Regions from separate parts of the Mus musculus genome. Here region 1 is linked to region 2. Evidence: chromatin contacts called from public Hi-C data. All regions are on one chromosome and are shown on one strand. Each heading gives the region's core, a stretch centred on a gene start, on an enhancer-like site or on the middle of the called end of the contact. The rest is flanking DNA. Distances are from core to core; before and after follow the strand shown.

Region 1 (3,153 bases), core at 112-2,611, 160 kb before region 2:
GCTTCACTGGCTCCCTGTCTTATGAATGAACTGTATGGGCGCACTGCCAATGGCAAGCGTGAGTGACTTGGTAATCAGAGGTTACACATTTTGGGCATCAGCTCTGCAATTTCACCCTTGAATTCCTTCAGGACTCAGGCAGATGCCATATGGTCCTGGTGACTTATTTACAGCTCCCTTGTCAGGCAGGTTCCACTGGTTACAGGCTCAGCACCAGCTTCTCTCTTGCCTGATGTGGAGGGTAAGTCAAGAAGAACCCTTTATTCTCTAGGATATGCCTTGTACCATAGCGTCACCAACTGGCTCTGCCCTACCGTCTCCCTTTGATAGAATAAAAAGATCCCTGTATGGCACTGGACACCCTTAGTTTTATCTTTGGCCTGGTTAATTTCCGGAGTTGTTGTTCCATTTTTACATGCCATTTCTTCCTCCTCTGTCTCTTTGAAATGTCTACCTAGTCACACGGGGATGCTTTCCTCTTTGAGGGTCTGCTATTTTAGGCCTTGGCCTAACCCCATCTATCCTAGAATTCTGTATTTTAAAATAGCCTCCAGGTTACTGTGGACTTATGACATTATCAACATTTCTTTTTTTTTTTTCAATTTCTGCTTTACAACATCTCCATCTGTCTCTCTCTGAACCTTGACATTCGGGTTTAGGGTGCAGCTTGAGAAAGGTCTTGAGGTTAGGAGCAGGACAAGCTGAGGGAAGGAGCATCTTGAATCACCCCCAGAGGTCCTCTGATGATGTGGGGGGTGAGGCGGGGGGATACTGAATATGCTGTCTGGGTTAGGGTGAGTTCAGCTCTGAGGCTTGTCCTCTGGTAAGCTGTGTGTGTACCCTGGATGTCTCAAGCTGCCAGTCCTGAGGTGTGCTTCTCTGTGTGTACCATCATCTACATTCAGGGATCCTTCTAGCACCTCTACCCTCAAAGAGCCACAGAAGGAAGCCTTTGAGCATTCTGGCCCAACATGCTTCATGGATTAGGTCAAAATTCTGCAGGGCCAACTTAGAGAGAGGGGCTTCAGTGGCACAGGAAAAGCCAACTGGAGTCTCAGGGATAATTAGTCTAGATATCTTCTGAGATATCCAGACCGTGTCTGAGTGAGGACCTTGTGAAGCAAGGGCAGTGGGGTTGGGGAAGGGGTGGAGTCCCTTTCCAGGCTGAAGTTGACACCGATCAGAATCGGTTCCTGCTTCTGCAGCAAGTGCCTGCCCAGGGTTGTTAAGCTAATTGTTAAATTAGAGTGGCTGGGGAAACAAATTGCTTCATGATGGGGTTTCTCTGACTGTGCCCAAGGCTGATGTCATCTGGCCTTGCGCCTCCTTGGTGGGGTGTATGTCAGGGAGGGGGAGTGGGCAGGCTTGACACACTTGTGAGCGAATCCTTATCAGTTGTGGCAGAAGCCTGCAGCTCCACTGAGCAGCCTACATGCCCCGTTGTGGAGAATTCACCGTTAGCCCTCTGTACTTTAGTTTCTTGCCCCTCATTCCTGGGCCTTACTTTGCTGGCGTTTTAAATGATCTTCTCCAGGGGCTATGAACACAGATGCCTGTTGGGGACAGACCATAAGTGTACTGATTAAAATGGCCAATAATGGCTGGCCGGCTGGCCAGGTGGTGGTGGTGGTGGTGGTGGTGGTGGTGGTGGTGGTGGTGGTGGTGGTAGCACATGCCTTTAATCTTAGCACTCAGGGGGCAGAGGCATGCACAGGCAGATCTCTGAGTTTGAGGCCAGTCTGGTCTACAGAGTGAGTTCCAGGACACTGAGAAACCCGATCTTGAAAACAAAACAAAAACAACAAAATTAGAGAGAGAGAGAGAGAGAGAGAGAGAGAGAGAGAGAGAGGCGAGGCGAGGCGAGGCGAGGCGAGGCGAGGCGAGGCGAGGCGAGGAGAGGAGAGGAGAGGAGAGGAGAGGAGAGGAGAGGAGAGGAGAGGACTAAATGATGAGCAACCACCTTTAGGAGGGGAGGGGAGGGGTGGGGCACTCTATGCTAAACTAAAGGGTGGTGCCCTACCTGAGAGGAACAGTGGGTTCTAGCTGGTTTCACCTGATGCAGGACATGTAGGAATGTGGGGCCCAGCCAACTGTAGGTGCTTCTGGAAGGGCTGCAGAGACACTCTGTCTTTGTGAAGTGGCCAGGTTTTCAAGTATGGACGCTAATTCTATTAAAGTATATTATTATGCTGATGAAACAGTCTATTTGTGGATGAGTTTGACTTATGCATATCCAAGCTTGCAACTTTTTATTCTGGTCCAAACTCAGATTTTACAGATACAAAACAAAACAAAACAAAACAAAACCGAGATCCAGAGAGACAGAGCTTCTGGTCCAAGGTCAGGAAGTCAGTGAAGGAGAATTCCTTCCTCAGGCCCCTGACTAGGCATTGTCTCTGCTGGCTGTGTTGGCCAGGGGAGCATAGACATGAAATGTTCAGTGACATAATGTCCCCTGCCCCATTCCTGCTTCTCTGCTTTGGTGAGTTGATTGGAGACGGTTAGGGATGCTGAGAAGGGCCCTGAAGATAGAAAGAATGCTTAGGGAGAGGTGGGAATGGGGAAGAGCTGGCTTGAAGCTCCCAAGGATATAATTTATCTGCACGCCCCACTCCTCCCTCCTCTTCTCATGACAAGCTTCCATGTCGTGACACTCAGGAACACACTTTGGGATCACCCTTGATCGTCTCTACCCTTCCCCTGGAATTCCTCACTTCTGAACCCCCTTTCTAGCCCTGCTGCCATGTTCTCTGTTCACGAGTTTCAGGACACAACAATGAGACAATTGCAGTAGGCTTCAAGCCTGACTCCTCTGTCTGCTTTCTTCATTGTTGTCTGATTGATCTTTGTAAGTACAAGTTTGGGTCTCGGCATGTTCTCATTATGTGTGGTAGCAGTGCTTTAACCTAGCGTCCTAGATTCTCAAGTGCTGTGGTGTGGCTGCCCTGTTCATCAGCCTGGCTGCTTGGGCACCCAGCGCTACCAGGTGGAGGCTTGTGATATCTGGGGTAGTTTCCCTGACTTCGCTGAGCTTTTTAACTACTTTGGGAAGCTTTTACATAGGATTGTTTTGAGGAACAAATGTGATTATCTGTGTAAATCACTTGGCATGGCACACACAGTCACTCAACTAAAAGAGCAATTCAGGGACCT
Region 2 (3,467 bases), core at 82-2,581:
AACAGATTTGGTGCTGTTCCCTCCCCCCATTTCAGGGACATTGCCAGCACATTTCCCATTCATTACTTCCCAGAATCATCATTGGTTAGGTTTTTTGCTCTGCCCTTCGTTGGCCTTCAGAGTAGTGTATGCTCTCAAGCATCCACGAGATACTGATGCTCCTGGACACTGGTTTTATACAGAGGCTGCCTTCCTTAAAGACTTTTGGCAACTCAGGTATGCCGCCACCAAGTGGTAGACTACCTTAGCTCTGCTGGTGGGAAGGCGAGAGGCTCCAAATTGTAATGTTCTCTCCTTGGTGCATCAGGTCTCATGTTTGCCAGCTCTACTTTAAACACTTTTATTAAATACTAAAATTTAAGTAACCATAGATAATTACTGTTTGTCCACTACAACATAGGTTTACTACAAGTTTCCTCTGATAAATGTAGTAAATTCAAATAAAATACTGCATGTGGAAATGGCTAGCTTAGACATACAATCGCCAGCTGAAACTAGGCATTTTATAATGATGTTATTTGGGGGGAAATCTGCTTAAAGAACATAGCATATATGTAATAATCCCTACCTTTCTTTTATAAAATCGTATTTTGAGCAGCTAGAGAAAAGCAGAGCTCAGCCACCGGCTTGCCTTCCTTCGTAGCAGAGCAGAAGTCCCGTGCTACCTCTCAGGGCGCCCACAGCTTTCATTCACTCTCAGCAGCCAGAGCTGGAGAGAAAGGCTTCATTTGTCTTTTCAAACCTTTCCTTCTAAACACTGTTTTTCCTCTTTGCACTCGGAAGGCAAGAACATGGGAGAAACAGCGCTCCCCAGGGCGTTTCTGTGTGTTGCTATCCTCTACTGAGAGCCGTTTGCCCACTGTCTCATGATGTTCAGAGCTGCCTTAGATAAGATCTGTTCCACACTTCTCCCTCATCCGTCCAGTATTGGATGAACATAAATTGAAAAGGGCCATTAAGCCTAGTTTGCCACAGATAGCAGGTCTAAGGTCAAGTCTTTTCATGAGGTCAGATTGTCCATAGGACATGAGTCCTTATGAGTAGAAAGCGTTAGCAGGGTTCTTACTACTTGTCTCTAAGTTTGCAGAGCACCCAGGTAAAAGAGCCTCACTCCTAAACTCCTCAGAGCCAGTACTAGGGAGTCATGCCAGCCTGAAGTCACCAGACTAAGCCTCCTTCAGGACATCTCCTGTCCCCTGTCAAGCCCTTTTCCGGCGGAAGCATGCAGAAGCCTGGAGGCACAGGAGTGGCCTGTCTCCCTGAGGAGGTGCTGCTGCTCCTAAACTGAGCAAGGATGACAGACCGTTCTCCCAGAGCCCAGACAGAGTACTCTGTCGTCAGTGTGGTGACTCAGCAGGGACAGATATGTTTCCGGATAATATACTGATGTAATCCCAGTGTGTGTCCTGATGGCCCCGCCTCTTCTCTTCTCCCAGAGCCTCCTTCTCTCCTAACTCCCAGTTCTGTTAGGTCACTTGAGGACCACGGCTGGCTTGGAGAGCTCCAAGGCCCTCATGCCGGAGCATTTTCTCCCTCACATCTCTCATACTGTTCTGTCCACAGCTGGAATTTTATCTGTTCCCATCACCCGTCATTCGTGTGCTGGGTTTTGGCGTGGTGCCTGAGCCAAAGTCTGACCCCGGTGTTGTGACACACCCCATCCTGGTTCTCTGTGGGAAGAGAACATCCTTGATTTCCAGATTGGGATACCGGAAATCCAGGTTTTCTAACTGGCCAGCTGAAGAGAAACTCCGTGTAGTAGACTTGCAGTAGGGCCAGCCCTTCCTCACACTGCCCAGCCCTGACTACCATGGAGAACTTTATCCGTTCTGTGAGTTCTCAGGACAGTTGCTTACATACACCAATCCCAAGGGGTTTGTCAAATGATCATATGGCCCTTTCTGCTCAATTGCAGACTATTTGGGAGAGTTAGGGGGCTCCAGGTTTTGCCTTCAGGAAGGCTCATGGTCTGGTTGTATTTCTGGAATCAGGGGGAAATATTAAACCAAAATGTGTCCAGCTTACTAGTCACATGGGAACTCTCTCTTGGCCTGTTACTCACAGGTGTGATTAGTAATTATGTTGCTTTCTTTAGGTTAAAACAGGTTTTTCCATCCTTCAGACTTGGTCAGACTGGCAGGTGAAGAGAAAGTGTAGGTGCAAGGCTCTGGTTTGCTGCAGAGGGAGAGGGAGGCAGAGGGGAGGACAGAGACATCAGTTTCCAGATTGTTCTTTTCTTTCTTTCCATCCACTGCTTTGGTGTCCATTTCCTTTCTGCTTCATGTTCTGAGTAACAGGAAGAAAAGGAGAGAGGTCATGCCCTAGGCAACCATGTCTGTTCCCATCCCACCTGCCCCTGAACTTGCGGCCTCCTAGCCTTGCAGATGGGCAGTGGCTGCAGTGTTCCTGAGTGTCCAAGGCAGTCTTCTCTCGGAGAGGGCAGTTCCTTCTTCCACCACATCTTGGGCCAGCTGCCGCTGCCAGTGTCCTTCCTCCTTTGTGAACAGAAGCTCCTTCAGAGTCCAGCTGAAAAGACCTTGCTAATGACAAAGGCTGCATGGGGTGGTGCCACAAGCTGGATGGCCTCTTGCAGGAGGAAGGGTGGTTTCTCCTCTGGGAGGCTGCATGCCTCCACTGCGCCCACCCTTCTCACACTGGTCCCAGAGCTCTTTGCAAGTCCCTTTACCAGGACTCTTTGAACATCTTCAGGATGGATAATCTTTTTCCTTTCTGGCCATACTTCATTTGCACATGTATGCTTGTTTAAAGGTAGCTTTAGAGATGGTGGAAGGATGAGAAGTTCTGCTGAGGACTGGGCCTTTGAGCTCCCACTTGATGATGGGGCTTGGAAATGCTGGGTGGAACCCTAAAGCCTGGGTCACTGCTGTTTAATATTCCACTTTTCCTCATTCAGGAAGAAACACTGAAGTGGCCACTCCCTGCTCCTGGCTTTTGTAAACAGACTCATCTGGGTGAAATTAGGTAATGCGTTTTAAAGAGTTAGAAAGCACCAAACTTCCTTAGTTGCCTTCTGCTTCTGGTTTCCCTGAGTATCTGACCAGAACACTAGTCCTGCCAAACCTGGGAGTGCAGCTGACAGGGCGTGCGTCCTTGTCCTGGAAGTGGACTGAAGCACAGTATACCTTAAATGCCTGTGCTAGAAGCAGTGGGGGCAGGGGGGAGGGGCAGGACAGCCCCACCCTACACCCTTCAATCAGAATCATCCAGGCTGTACAGTTTTGTAACATTGTAACACAACAGCTTACAGACTTGTATTAGTCTTCATTCATAGCTATCCTTGGTTGTTTGTAGCACATAGGCTGCATGTTACATTTAAGGTTATACATTTAGGGTAAAGCATCATCTTGTACTATACCCAGCGTCATCCTCTGACCCTCATAGAACAAGATTCAGAGACAAAAGATAGTTTGTTGCATGGCATAGAAAAGACACCAGCTGGGGATGAG

The links. Hi-C and Micro-C count contacts between places; a contact is called where the count stands out from the background.
Region 1: a contact with region 2 is called in a Hi-C map of the N1E-115 cell line, with 2.7 times the contacts expected there. The contact joins two enhancer-like sites. A contact is called at or near these places in 3 of 484 Hi-C or Micro-C datasets (the N1E-115 cell line, embryonic fibroblasts and nephron progenitors) and 1 of 115 datasets of contacts at active chromatin or transcription factors (fibro-adipogenic progenitors).

Annotation. Positions count from the first base shown.
Region 1 is chr16:34,533,474-34,536,626 of GRCm38.p6, reverse strand. It overlaps a transcript of Kalrn not described here. Among named protein-coding and RNA genes, the nearest start is that of Kalrn, 21 kb to the right of the region's middle. Within about 2 kb of position 1,361, at least 12 of the 459 cell types and tissues checked have an H3K27ac peak or open chromatin away from gene starts, as enhancers often do. A contact at or near this core is called in the N1E-115 cell line and fibro-adipogenic progenitors, where this site is marked.
Region 2 is chr16:34,370,470-34,373,936 of GRCm38.p6, reverse strand. The region is part of intron 3 of Kalrn (kalirin, RhoGEF kinase); the gene reads left to right. Among named protein-coding and RNA genes, the nearest start is that of Kalrn, 140 kb to the left of the region's middle. Within about 2 kb of position 1,331, at least 71 of the 459 cell types and tissues checked have an H3K27ac peak or open chromatin away from gene starts, as enhancers often do. A contact at or near this core is called in the N1E-115 cell line and fibro-adipogenic progenitors, where this site is marked.